Regions from separate parts of the Sus scrofa genome. Here regions 2, 3 and 4 are each linked to region 1. A link is a contact called in public Hi-C and HiChIP or PLAC-seq data. All regions are on one chromosome and are shown on one strand. Each heading gives the region's core, a stretch centred on a gene start, on an enhancer-like site or on the middle of the called end of the contact. The rest is flanking DNA. Distances are from core to core; before and after follow the strand shown. Region 1 holds the start of APRT (adenine phosphoribosyltransferase). Region 2 holds the start of ACSF3 (acyl-CoA synthetase family member 3, mitochondrial). Region 3 holds the start of CDH15 (cadherin-15). Region 4 holds the start of ZC3H18 (zinc finger CCCH domain-containing protein 18).

What was found. A called contact is a pair of places that touch in the nucleus more often than the background predicts. HiChIP or PLAC-seq counts read pairs in DNA pulled down with a chosen protein or histone mark.
Region 2: a contact with region 1 is called in a Hi-C map of mesenteric adipose tissue, with 1.9 times the contacts expected there. The contact joins the promoter of ACSF3 here to the promoter of APRT in region 1. A contact is called at or near these places in 2 of 5 promoter capture datasets (fetal skeletal muscle and liver), 3 of 47 Hi-C or Micro-C datasets (embryonic fibroblasts, heart right ventricle and mesenteric adipose tissue) and 1 of 2 datasets of contacts at active chromatin or transcription factors (alveolar macrophages).
Region 3: a contact with region 1 is called in an H3K27ac HiChIP or PLAC-seq map of skeletal muscle, with 10 times the contacts expected there. The contact joins the promoter of CDH15 here to the promoter of APRT in region 1. A contact is called at or near these places in 2 of 5 promoter capture datasets (fetal liver and skeletal muscle), 11 of 47 Hi-C or Micro-C datasets (embryonic fibroblasts, epiblast stem cells, fetal heart ventricle and 7 more) and 2 of 2 datasets of contacts at active chromatin or transcription factors (alveolar macrophages and skeletal muscle).
Region 4: an H3K27ac HiChIP or PLAC-seq map of alveolar macrophages shows a contact between it and region 1. The contact joins the promoter of ZC3H18 here to the promoter of APRT in region 1. A contact is called at or near these places in 1 of 47 Hi-C or Micro-C datasets (liver) and 1 of 2 datasets of contacts at active chromatin or transcription factors (alveolar macrophages).

The regions. Positions count from the first base shown.
Region 1 is chr6:888,289-891,571 of Sscrofa11.1, forward strand. APRT (adenine phosphoribosyltransferase) reads left to right here and starts at 1,984. Exons shown (of 4, transcript XR_002344435.1): 1 at 1,984-2,751; 2 at 2,854-3,283. GALNS (galactosamine (N-acetyl)-6-sulfate sulfatase) reads left to right here. Exons shown (of 14, transcript NM_213955.1): 14 at 974-1,849. The coding sequence ends at 1,060.
Region 2 is chr6:706,981-710,101 of Sscrofa11.1, forward strand. It overlaps ACSF3 (acyl-CoA synthetase family member 3, mitochondrial), which reads right to left and starts at 1,820. Exons shown (of 11, transcript XM_021093626.1): 1 at 1,716-1,820.
Region 3 is chr6:650,173-653,756 of Sscrofa11.1, forward strand. It overlaps CDH15 (cadherin-15), which reads right to left and starts at 2,088. Exons shown (of 14, transcript XM_021093622.1): 1 at 1,821-2,088. The coding sequence starts at 1,862.
Region 4 is chr6:1,079,955-1,083,155 of Sscrofa11.1, forward strand. It overlaps ZC3H18 (zinc finger CCCH domain-containing protein 18), which reads right to left and starts at 1,587. Exons shown (of 18, transcript XM_021093665.1): 1 at 1,391-1,587.

The sequences.
Region 1 (3,283 bases), core at 734-3,233:
CGGGAACTGCCGCAGCCCGGCCGCCCCCGAGCCGGGAAAGCGGAGCCCCCTCCCCAAGTGGGCGGAAGACCCCAGTCGGTAGGTTGGGCTCAGGCTCGGAAGTGAGCGCTGCCCCTGGAGAGGCGCACGGCCTCCGCCCCGAGTGGGCGTGTGCGCCGCAAAGCCTCCCCGGTCCCCTGCCCCGCTTGAGTCCTGCTTAGCCCCGCTCGCTTATCCGGAGCAGCCGGCGAGGGCTCCGGTGGTGTCCTCTGCTCCCAGGGCTGCAGCAGACCCCCTCCGTGACGCCAGCCCCGCTTCCTGCGCCCTCGCTGCCCCCCTCTGCTCTGCTTCCTGATCTACATCCGGCCCTGCAGGGTGGCCTGCGTGACCCCAGGGCCACCTGGCACCATCCAGGGCAGGAGAGGGCGTGACCCATGGCTCTCGCCGGCTCCGAAGCTCCGATTCTGTAACACAGGAGCCTCTGAGGGCCTGGCCGGGGACCGTTCTATGGATGACTGTGGACGGGGACACCTGGGTAGGGGGGACGAGGCGACACCACGAGGGCTTCCTCCCCGGGGGCATGAGAGTTCCCTTTCGTTGCGGGGAAAACATCGCCACACAAAGCAGGTGTGCCCGGGAAGGTGCTGGGGAGCCCTCACACAACAAGCAGTCTCTCCCTGGGCATCCGGGCCCAGCCTGCAGAGTTTTCCTTGGGAAGTCTGGGCCAGCGCCTCAGCAGCCTGGCTCCTTCTCTGCTACAGCGGCCGTGGAGGCCGAGGCTGTGCGCAGCTTGCTCACCCCTCCTGTTCAGCAGCAGACGGCCGTTAACAGCGGGCTGCTGGCTGCTGCGCCGGCCTCAGGCGCTGGGTTGCTTCCAGGCGGTGCCCGCTGGCTTGCACCCCACAGCTGTGGAGGTGGGGCAGGAATGGGAACTGCTGAGTCCAGAAGGGCTTAAATTAACTGCATGTTCTCTTTCTGAATTTTCATTCCCCAGAACTGGGCGCCCCCGGGCTGTGAAAAGCTGGGGAAGTGCCTCACGCCCCCGGAATCTGTCCCGGAAAAATGCTCCTGGCCCCACTAGCACCTGCTGGGCTGAAGCCACGTCCGGGATCTCCCCAGACCTGCAGCTGCCAGAGGCTCTGGCCTCTGGGCTCCAGGGCTGCCCTCTGCCCTGCCCAGTGCCAGCCTGCGCCACCTGCAGCCAGCAGCGGGACCTGCAAGGCCATGCCTGCGCGAGCCCGGGCCCTAGAGTCACTCCCTCTCAGCCTGCCGGATTCAGGCTGCCTGATTCTGCCACCTCTGGCCGCCATCAGCCCCTGAACCAGATGCTGCCTGTCTCACAGGCTCCCCCTCTGCTCCACCTGCCTTCCTGGCCGGACCGATCCAGGGCCCAGAGCGTGTGACTTGCTCTGGCTGCCCCAGCAGTCCGTGGTGTCAAGGAGGGTAGCTGTGCCAGTCCTGTGTCACCCCTTGCCATTATGCAGGGGGGGTGCCCTGGCCCCACCCCCCATGATGGGGGTTTGTGAACATGGACGGGGGAGCAGACCAAGATCCTCCCTGACCTGGATCCTCGGCAGCCAAGGCTTCCCGAGGCCGGTGGGGACAGCTGATGCCACCACCTCACCCCTGACGCCAGCACACTCTGGGCCTGTCAGTGCCTCACAGCTGCCCTGCTTGCCCTCCTCCCCTTGAGCCCAGGGTGGCAAAGCTTGACGATGAGCCTGGGCAGGTCTGTGCAGACTCCAGCCACCCCACCCTGAAAGCCTGGGGACCATATTTCCATTCTGCAGGTTGTCAGGCCAACTCTGCTGTTTTTAAGACTTGGGAAATTTTGAAAAAGCAGTTCTAGAATACAGGAACAGGCATTTTAGCTCTGGTTTGTTTTCTTTTTAGTGAGATGCGCTTTGGGGGCAGTTGTTGCCTCTGGTATGGTGGGGGCTGGAGTGGGCCGGGCCAAGCATCCCCCCCACTCCCCCGCTCCCCCGCTCTCCCAAGAGTCCAGCAGGTCTGGGAAGGGCTTCCACTTCTCCCTCGCCCCTGCCCAGGCCATTGGTCCTTCGAACTGCTCACCGCCTCGGGCCCTCCCCTCAGGCTTCCGCACCGCTCTCCTGCTCTGAACCCCTCCTCGGTTCCCCAGGCACTCGGCGCGCTCCTGGGGGAAGGCCCGGGCCGTGCCCTGTGTGCACACGCGCCCGGAATGCGCCCCGCCTCCCCGCCAATCCGCCCCGTGCGCGCGCCCCCCTCGCAGAACGCTGCAGGCGCTGAGCCGAGACCCGGGAGGGAAGGGAAAGCCGGTGCCCGCCCGAAACCTGGGGTGCCGGCCGTAACCACACCAAAGACCTGCGAGCAAGCGCCCTCGACTCGGACAAAACCTGATGAGGCTTTCCCCGAGAGCCCGGCCGGGCCCGCGCAGACGTCCCTGGGGCGGAGACGCCTCTGAGGAAACTAGCTCGAGTCTCAAAAAGGCTGGCACCTGAGATTCGATGAAATACGGTACTTCCTCCAGGGGCCGGCGGGCTCCGCCCCTCGGGCGCAGCCCCTCCCCGTGGCGCCCAGCCCCGCTCCTTCCGCACAGGCGCGGGATCGCGGAGCTCGCGCCCCGCCGCGCCCCTGGCGCTCCGCCCACCCCTCCTGCGCAGGCGCGGAGCCGCCGGGCCCGCCGCTCGTGCTCAGGACACGCGCGAACGCGGCGATGGCGGATCCTGAGCTGCAGCTAGTGGCGCGGCGTATCCGCAGCTTCCCCGACTTCCCCGTCCCCGGCGTGCTGTTCAGGTACGGGCAGCCGGGCCACGTGGGGCTGCGCGGCCCGGGCTGTCGGGGCGCGGGGGGTTCCGCGTGGGCTTGAGAGTCACCAAGCCCGTCCTTGCGTGCCAGGGATATCTCGCCTCTCCTGAAGGACCCCGACTCCTTCCGCGCCTCCATCAGTCTGTTGGCGAATCACCTGAAAAAGGCCCACGGGGGCAGGATTGACTACATCGCGGGCAAGTGGAGCGGCCGGCGTCCGCCGGGTCCCCGCGGCTGCTCACCGCTGTCACGCCCCGTGAGGGCGCAGCATCGGGGGCTCTTTTTCTTGGGCAGGGCAGGCGCGGGGAGGGTGGTCCCACCGCTTCTGCTGGCGGGAGGACGGGGGCGGCGTGTCGGGGGTCCTTCGGGGAACCCGCCGGGGCCGCGAAGGCGTGTGGGTTGTCATAACAGGCCTGCTGCCCCCCCTGGCAGCTCGGAGAGGGGTGGTAGCCCCGCACCCCCGGGTTCCCGGTCCCCAGCCCTGGAAAGGTGGGGCCGCAGGGAACTGCCCTGGGAATGT
Region 2 (3,121 bases), core at 570-3,069, 180 kb before region 1:
CTGGTTTACAGTGTTGTGTCAGTTATCTACTGCACAGCAAGGGGACGCAGTCACAGACACACACGTACACACACACATTCTTTTTCTCACGTCATCCTCCATCCTGCTCCATCACGAGTGACTAGACATAGCTCCCGGTGCTGTGCGGCAGGCTCTCACTGCTCATCCACTCCGGACGCAATACTTTGCATCTGTTAACCCCAGATCGCTGTCCATCCCCCCTCCTCCCCATCCTGATTCATCAGCTTCTCGAAGCCGGTGGCAGCCCAGAGCACGGAGACCTAGAGTCTGGTGCACGGGCGCCTCCTCCCGGGAAAGCCGCATCTGAGCTCAGACTCCTCCAGGAGGCGGAGCCCAGACGGAGACTAACCGTCAGGATCTCGGGTCACACCGCCGACCCCACACAGCCCTCTCAGGACGCGTGCCCAACGCCAGGAAGGTGGCAGCTGTGCCGGCCTAACCAGGGTGCGGGAAGGAGCACAGGTTTGTGAGTCCAAACACAGCAGACTGAAAGAGCCCCCCGTTCTTCCTGCCCAAGCCTTCGTTTCCAAGTCTGCGCAGGGATGATAACAAGACCGGCTGCAGAGGGTGCCCGTGGGAACCAGCCCGCGGCAGAGGAGGAAGCAAGCGGCTCTGCCGTCTTCACCACCATGTTCGCCAGGAGACGCAAACTACTTGATAAGAATGATACTTGCATTCAAACGAAGGTGGCTGGTTTCGAAATGAATAAAACGGCACCTGATGGACCAGCGCCACCCGCTCTCCCCCACCCCCGGGGGAGGTATGGGCTGGGGGAAGGGGCCGCACTCTCCCTCTGGGCAGGACACTAGTTTCAGCCTGCGGTTTGGGGTTGTTTCCAAAGTTACGTTTTTAAGTGACAGGCATTCACACTGCATTCATGAGCACTGCATTCAAATCAAACAACCAAAAGGGAAAAACAAATTCTTAAACCCATATCCATATTAGGAGGTAAAACATTATTTTAAAGATGCCGTCAGAAGGATGAAGCTGACTCTCCTAGGCCTGTCGTTTAATCCACAGCTGCTGTCTGCTTTGAACAGTGGTTCTGGGACTTGGGCCGGGGGGGGGGGCATAGCAGGCATTGGAAAGGTCGCTAGACTCGCGTTTCACACAAGAACCTCCCGCAGGCCACCTGACGCCCACTGGGTGCGTCTGTGCTCCTGGGCCCAGCACTGGTGCCCCTTCCCAACTGCCGAGGCCCCTGACACACATCTCCCTCCCACCTGTACGCTTCAAACATGTGTTTCCTGTTCCCACCTTTCACTGTTCCCCTTTCTCCTTTCGGCAAACTCCTACTCATCCTTCAAAACCCGACTCAGTATCACCTCCTCTTTAGTCTTTCCGGGAAGTTGGCTGCTCACAAGGCCTCCCCAAAACCTCCGACTTAACATTCTGCCTTTGTTTACATACAGACCTGCCCACAGGAGCTGGGCATCTGCACCTAACGCTGCACGAGCAAGCCCACGGGGGCGAGGCCGGGGGTAAAGGTACTTCAAGGAGGCTTCCTGCTGCCCAAAGAGGCCCCAAGCGGTCTGGTTTAGACTCGACAGACCAGATTCCCTGCAACGTGGCTGCACGCGGACCCTCCCACACCCGCGGGCCTCAGGTGCGCTCAGAGGCGCCAGCTCTCCAGGGCCAGCAGGAACCCCCGCGCCGCGGCCCCTGCGCCGGGGCGGGGGACGCGCGGGCTCTACCTCTGCCGGCCGGGCACGCACGCCTCCTCCTCGCCGGGTCGGAACCGGAACCGGAACGCGGAGCGCGCACCCTGCGTCCGTTGCCCAAGCGCGCCCCCCGGCGCGGCGCGGCGCGGCGGCGCGGGTTCCGGGCGCGAACGTTCCCCAGCCCGGCCGACCCGCGCGGCTCCAGACCCGGCGTCGCGGGGCGAGCGCGGCGGGCCGGCCACTGCGCGCTCCGGCCCGCAGACGACTGGGAACGCGCGCCGACGGCCCTAACTCGCTGCTGGGCGGAGCGGGGCACGGCGCCCATCGCCGGGACCGGGACCGGGACCGGAGGGCTCCCTAGAGGGAAAAGCCACTAGGCGCCTTCCCGCCGTCCTTCTTCCCCAGAGCCGGACCGGCGGCCCAACGCGAGGGAAGAGGGGCTGCGAACGCCCCGAAGCAGCAGGACGCGGGGAGCACGAGGGGGAGGGGTCGCCCCTGGGCCGCCGAGCGCTCAGGAAGAAAAAAGACAGGAAGGGACAGAGTCCAGACCGGGGAGGAAACGGCCAAAGAAAGAAAGGGACGTCCGCAGAGCTTCCAGGTTGGAGCGAGTGGCGGCGACTCAGCCTGGAAAAGCGTGGGGGGGGGGTGTCGACCCTAAACCGCCCAGGCGACACCCACGTGCACGTGCCCCGCCCGTCAACGCGCATCTTCCCTGCAGTGTTCTGAATTCTGTGTGCCCCCAAGTTCGTGTGTTGAAGCCCTAATCGCGCCACGTGATGGTGTTAGGAGAGGGGCCTCTGGGAGGTGACAGGTCATGAGGGGGCTGAATGGGATCAGGGTTCCTAAAGGTGAGACCCCGCAGGGCTCCCTGGCCCCTTCTCCATGTGAGGACACAGCAGGCAGCTGCCCTTGATCTTGGACTAAGAAGGCAAGGGGCAGAGGGGAGGGGCTAGGAGACCCTGGTTTCACATCCCAGTTGCTAAAATAGCCTCTTGCCAGGTCCTGCTTGCACCTGCCGCACTTCCTGGTCTGTTCCCAGCACAGCAGCCAGGTGACTCAGGTGACACTCAGACCCTGGTCAGACGCCAGTATCCTGGACTCCTGGGGCCCCCACCTGACAGAGGGGAGCAGTCATTCTCAGGAAGATGGCACAGGGGGAATATCTGGGGTGTCTGCTCGGAGAAGAGCTCTGAACCATCGAGGGAGAGCTTGGGGACAGAAAATGGTACGTACCTAGAACACTGATGAAGAAAAAGCAGGTGATGACAAAATCCTGGGAAAACCGCAAAGGCGAGGGAACCATGTAGCTCCGGGAGGCTTGGTGCAGACATGTGGTAACTAAGGGTTTCCACCTACATGCTGACATGCGGACACTGACCCTGCCCTCAAGCTGATCTAAGCCCGTCTAGGCAGACCCTCTGTGAGGCAGGAGGGACTCG
Region 3 (3,584 bases), core at 838-3,337, 240 kb before region 1:
CTCGGGGCCTCCCCAAAACGGCAAGGGTCTGCCCCTACCACCTGTGCTCCCATTCCCCCCCTTCCGGTAGGACAGGCCCCCAGGGGCCCAGCTGCTGGGATGCCGTGGGCACAGGAAAGGGGGCCCCCAGAGGCCAGTTCTGAAAGACACGCTCGGCCCCTGGCTGAGATCTAGGGGGACACAGGCAGAGGAAGAATGAGGCTGGTCCACGGCTACGAAACAGGCGATGGTCAACAGGCCCCCACCCCAGAGGCCACCGAGGAGTCCTGCTATGCCTGCACCAGCCTCCTTGGGGGCTCCCAGAGGTGGAGGGAGGAGAGTCCAGGAGGCGGTCACAGGACCATGTAGCTGGACGGGGGGACAAACGTCTGAAAGCTGAGCTGGGTGGGGGAGGGCTGGGCCAGGTTCTGTCACGGACATATTTCAGCGAGGCCCGGAGACGCTCCCCTCACACCGGAGCTAATTTGAGCCACACCGAGTGTGGGAACATGAGCGGCCAGGCCCTTGGCTGGCCCCCCACCCCCACCAGAATCCCTGCAGTCTCCAGCTGTCTGGGAGGGGGTGCATTCTGCAGTTGCCTTGGGAGAGGGGAGAGGAATCTGAGAAGGAGCTCCCCCTGCCCCCACAACGGAGTCTCCCAGGTCCTGCTGAAAGGATGACACCCCCAGACCCAAAGGAGTGGGTGTCAGCCTGTTCCTGGAACAAGTAGGTAGGGTCACGCGAGGAGGCCAGAGCCTTCTGGAGTGAGTGTGGGGCTGCCAGAGGGCCTGCTGCCCTGGGTGGGCACCCAGCAGAGGGCTCAGGGGCTCAGGTGGAGCGTGGCGGCCAGGCCGTGCCGGCTGAGTGACCAGTTGGGAGCAGCAGGCGCCATCTCCACTGGGGCCGGTGAGAGGACCCCAGGGCAGGGCTGGCATGGCTGGGGTGGTGGGGCCGTGTGCAGGAGGGGCCGGCTGGTGGGCACCCCAGCACCTGCCAGGGGCTGAGAACTGAGCTGGCCAGCGAGCCCGGGATTGGGGGCCCTCACAGCGTCCACACTGCCTCATGGGTCTGGAGCTGGAACGGCAACACATCTGCTCAAGTCTGGGAGGTCTGAGGCCGTTCTCGCAGGCTGGCCCTCAGCGGTGACCCTGGCTCAGCTGGGTCTGCTGGGGCAGGAGGCCGCCTGCCCCACTCCCAGGTGAGTCCTGGCGCCTGCCCAGCAGCCTAAGGCATCGGTGGTTCCACCCAGCGGGTGGCCATGTGGGGAGCTGGGTGGTCCTGCTCCTTCCACCTCTCCTGTGCCGGCGTGGCGTGGACCAGCTGAGGGGTGGGCAAGTTGGGGTTCCTTAGGATGTGTGGAGGGTGGCCCTGTGGGGGCTGGAACTGGGGTCTCCTGGACACAGGGTGCTCCCAAGGAGAAGGGGTTCCTGGAGCCAAGAGCCAGCACCTGCCCTACCGCCTGGACCCGTGGGGGCTCCGGCTCCACCCGAAGCTAGACTCGAGAGGAGCAGCTCATGGCGTCCCTAGGAATCTGGCCTCCAGGCTTTTCCAGCTGGGGGTGCTCCGGCGCTCCCTTCTCCCCCTGCCACCCCCCAAGGCTGAATACCCTAGACCTGATCCGCGGGCGGCACCCCCGTTTGGCTCGGAGTTCTCTCCAGCAGAGGCTGCTACACTCACCCCGGGAACGTGGCGCGAGCACCCTGACCGTGCTGCCCCGCCCAGGACCCTCCCGGGCCCCTCAGCTCACGGGCCCCCAAGAGTGCCCAGGGCCACTGGGCCCAGACGCCGGGATGCCCGCTTCAGTGCGGGGGCAGGGACCTCGAGCGGCGCCGGAGCCTTACCTGGGCCAGCAGCCCGAGGGCGAGGAGAAGCGCGGCGTCCATGGGTCGGCGGTGGGGGTCCGGCCGAGTGTCCGGCCGGCCGGCGGGAGCGGCGCCTATTGCTGGACGGGACCCGGCTGAGTGACAGCACAAGTGTGCGGCGGGCGGGGCCGAGCGAGTGATAACACGTGTGCGGGGGCGAGGCTGGGCGGGGCCAGGCGGGGCCTGGGAACTAAGTGAGGGCACGTGGTGGGCGGGGCGGGCCAGGGGGCTGAGCGACGGCACGTGCGCGGGGCGGGACTTGGGGGCCTGAGTGACGGCACGTGGTGGGCGGGGCGGGCCAGGGGGCCGAGCGACAGCCCGGGCGCGGGGGCGGGGCGTGGGGCTGAGTGACAGCACATAGTGTTCCCCACGTGTGGGGCAGAGCAGGGGTCAGGCAGTGACCCAAGCTGGATGCCTGGCTCCAGGGTCAGGCCGTGGAGCGGCGGAGGCGGGCAGAAAGGCAGCGGTGGTGGGGCTGAATTAGGGACCAGAGTGGAGTCCCTCTGTCTGAGCACCAGGCAGGCTCCTGTCTCAGGGCCTTTGCACTGGCCGCGCCCTCACCAGAACTGCTTCTCCGACTGTCCCTAAGGCCAGCCGCTCGCCTCCCTGAGGGCTCGGATCACATTTGCTGTGTGTGGTCACGGTCTTCCCCCCCCCCCCCCGCGCGCGCTGGAGTGCAGCCCCCAGGGCTGCTTGTCGACTGCTGACCCACGGGGCTAACACACAGGAAGGACAGGGCAGCCCTGGCTGGTGCCCGGCCTGCCCTTCACCCAGAAGGTCTTCCTACTGCGGGATGGGCCATTATTGGGTTGGTGACTACTTGGCGAAGGGGAGCGAGGGTCTCTCTCCTGGCCCTGCACCCCTGACACCCCCCCCTTCCCCGCCCCATAGGGCGAGGAGAGCCTGGGCTGGGGAGGAGCAGTCACGGGCCTCTGCCCTCCTCTCCAGGTTGAGGGGCAGCTGAGCAGGTGCTGCGCCATCTGTGCCCTTGGCCTGCTTGGCCGGAGGCCAGGCTGCCGCGGGCGGCAGTGGGGGGCTCCAGCGTGACGCTGGCACTCACTGCTCTGAAGGCTCTGCAGATCTTCCAGCCACAGGATCTGAAATCCTGGGGCTGAGCGGCCCTGGAGCCACTGTCCTGCCTCTGAGGTCAGGGACGCCAGACCCTGGGTGGAGAAGCCCTCTGAAGCTTTGGGTTTCCGTCCCTGGTCGCAGTGCAGCAGGCGAAGTAGGGGGTCTGGGGGCTGGGCGGAGTCCCAGGGGCTGACCCCAGGCACCCCTCCCCCGCCTTGCTCCTGGCCTCCTGTCTCCCGCTCAACAGCCTCCGGGGTGTGAGCGTCTGCGGGGGCATGGGAAAGCTGGTCACAGGGGAGCCCCAAGGGCAGGAAGGGGCCGCTGGGGGAGGGCTGTGGTCCCCAGGCCGGTAGGGCCCCCCACGGCCCTGCTTCCTGGGCCAGGGCAGCCTGCAGTCGGTCCCATCTCTGGGCCCCACGAAGCACGTTCCCTTCACTTTTGTGGCCATTTCCTCCGTTTCCTCTTGTGACCCAGAGGAGGGATGGCTTCCCTGAGCCCCGAGGTCCCATCTGGTGCTGGTCCACCCCAGGCGGCAAGGGCCAGTTGGCCTTCCTTGCTAATGAGGGCCAGGCCCCTCCCCCAAAGCCCACTTTCCAGATGGGCTCTGGTGCCCCCTCCTGCGTACCAGGTGGCCAACACCAGGGTCCCACCTTTGACCTCCCTCAGGTCCTT
Region 4 (3,201 bases), core at 337-2,836, 190 kb after region 1:
GCTGTGGTGTAGGTTGCAGACGCGGCTCGGATCCCGAGTTGCTGTGGCTCTGGCGTAGACCAGTGGCTACAGCTCCGATTGGACCCCTAGCCTGGGAACCTCCATATGCCGCGGGAGCGGCCCAAGAAATAGCAAAAAAAAAAAAAAGACAAAAAGAAAATGCAGAATCATAACTTCATAGACTTAAAACATCCAAAGGAAGGATGTGTGGGTTGGTGACAGACACTGTCCCCAACCTGACCAAGCCTGACCCCAAATGACCCCTCAGGGAGGATGCACTCACTCACCTCGAGATGATCAGTGAAAAAGGAAAAAAAAAACAAACCCAAAAACTCTTCTGCTCTCGGGAACGATTCCACAAAGTTTTCATAAAATGTTTCACCATCTCCCACCTCAAATTGGAGAGGCTGAGGGGTTTTAACCTCTGGGACACATCTGAATGGTTTCAGAGCTGGCTGGGCTCCACACATGTGTTCAGACTGTAAAATCACTAGGAAAAGACTTCCTGTTGGGGAAATGGGAATCAGCCCAGGTCCAGACTCACCCTGAGAATCCCAATCTCCGCTCTGGGAAAGGACCACTCCAAAGGCAACGTGAAGATGAGAAACCAAGAGAGCCACTGCTGTGCCCCCAAAAGCCCTCTCCTTCCATTCTCCCCAAAGAGATCCGAAGGCTGATCTACTCTAACAGATGGAGCTGAACAGCTCACTTAAGATAATCGACCATTCTACCTGGCCAACTCAGCTGTCGTAAGAATTCAGGAAAACTTGAAGTTTTCGCAGGAGCAAAGCCGGAAGTCTTAAAGTCTGACGTCCCCCCAGCAATGACCCGGCATCCTTTGGGCTCCTTACCAAAGGAAAGGAAGTTTACTCCAAAGAGTGGCGCGCATCTTGGGGCGCAGCGCATAGGTCCAACCTGTGCCACCGGGAAGCCGAGGGGGCAAGTTCCAAGAGGCTCGAGAGAGTTCAAAGCTCCTGAAGAGCCCATCCCCAGTCCGGAGGGTGAGCCTGCGTGCCTCCTTCCGCCGCCCCCTCCCCCGGTCTTTGTAGGCGGCAAACACTGCCACGCGGATGTCCCGGAAGAGAAATGACAGCTTCGGGAGATCAACTCCACGGCGGGCGCGGAGGCAGCCGCCGTGCGCTCGGGCTAAAGGGTTCCAGGGTCCCCGGCCGGCTCGCAGCGAAAGGAGCGCAGGATCGTGCCTGAGTCAACGTCCTCTTCCTGGGGCTCGAGAACCACGCTTCGGCCGCGGGCAGCCTGGAGCGCTCCCCGGAGGCGGAGGCGGCGGGGCTCCCCGGCCTCCGCTCCGCGCCGCCGCCACGCTCCCCGCCCGGCCGCCTCGGCCTCCTCCTTCTACCCGCCCCGCCTCCGTGGTGGCGCCACCACTTACCTTACGAGAGCAGGGAGGGGGGGCCACGGCTCCGCGGAGGTCGGGGCGGCGTGGGGAAGTCGTCCCTCGACCCTTCCGCTCCTCACAGGCTCCGGCTTGAGGCGCGACGCGGGCGGAACAAACGGGCTCCACTACCCGCGGGGGCCGGCCATTGTGCGACGTCATCAGGCCGCGACGGTTGTCCTGCGGGCCGGGCGGGCTTACCTCTCTTGCCCCGCCCTCCGCCCGCTTCCTTCCGGCCTCCGCGCAGCTGCCTCCTCGCAGCCCCGCCCCCGCGGCGCGCGCCCGCCTGAACCCGACAGGACGCAGGCGCGGCCGAGGCCCCGCCTCCCGGGCGGGTCTCAGGACGCGCGCGCCGGCCGTCGTGCGGCTGGGAGAGCTTCCCGGGCCTCCGGGTCACGTGACGCGTGAGCGCCGGCGGGTTCCCGCCCCGCTGTGCGAGCTGCGCGCGGAGATGGGTCCCGGGGAGGTGGGGCGAAGAACTTACCTGCCCCCTTCCGGGTGGGGAGCTTCCGCGCAGGGGGGCTGCGCACCCAATCCAAAGTTAGTCCTTTCAGGGAAATGAGTTTATTTTATTTTTAATCTTTTCAGGGCGCACCCGCGGCTTATGGAAGTTCCCAGTCTAGGGGTCAAATCGGAACTGTAGCTGCCGGGCTACACCACAGCCACAGGAACGAGGGGGCAGAGCCGTGTCTGCGACCTGTAGCACAGTTCACTGCAGTGCCAGATCCTTAACCCACTGAGCGAGGCCAGGGATCGAACCTGCTTCCTCAGGAATGCTAGTCAGATTCCTTTCTGCTGAACCACGACGGGAACTCCAGGAAATGAGTTTAAATAACGAAGATTAAACTTTTTAAACTGTTTTGGGGGGATTAAATCCCCCCTTCCGTTAGATAGAATCAGTTCAAAACAAAATGATCATTTTCGAGATAGCGAGTTAAAATGTCAAAGCCTAGGAGTTCCCGTGGTGGCACAGCGGAAATGAATCTGACTAGGAACCATGAGGTTGGGGGTTTGATCCCCGGCTTCGCTCAGTGGGTTTACGATCCGGTGTTGCCGTGAGCTGTGGTGCAGGTCACAGACGCGGCTCGGATCTGGCTTGCTGTGGCTGTGTCGTAGGCGGCAGCTGTAGCTCGGATTAGATCCCTAGCCTGGGAACCTCCATCCTGAGGGTGTGGCCCTAAAAAAAAAAAAAAAGTCAAAGCTGAAACATTTGAAACTATTTCTGTGTAACTAAATAGCTATTGCTTTATCAAATATAACTGATCCAACACAAAACAATCATTTTTGAGATACTGAGTTTAAATGTCAAAGCTTAAACTTTTTAACTATTCCCAATGTTGTTTAAAGAGAAACAGCTCTGATTAGACCCCTAGCCTGGGAATTTCCATATGCCTTGGGAGTAGCCGTAAAAAGACAAAAGACAAAAAAATAAAAAATAAAAAAAATTTTTTTAAATTAAAAAAATGAAAACAACAGCCCCAAAATGGAGTCACTTATGCTAAGCCTAACCAGACTTCATGACTAATCTAATTGAAATTTCAGCCCCTCCCAGGAGTGGAAATTTAAATCCTTTAGTCTGGAGCTTTCTGGTCAGCACTAGGGAGTAATCTGCCTAAGACCCCTTGCCTCCCCCTAAAGGAGGGTGACCTGGCCTGAAGTAATCCAGCCTTTTAATGTCGTTGTACCTATAAAAGCCTCCATCCTGTACAGCCTGTAGAAGCCTTTCTAAATGCTAGACGGGGTGCTGCCAGATTCATAAATTGTTGACTAAAGCTAATTAGATCTTCAAATTTACTCAGTTGAATTTT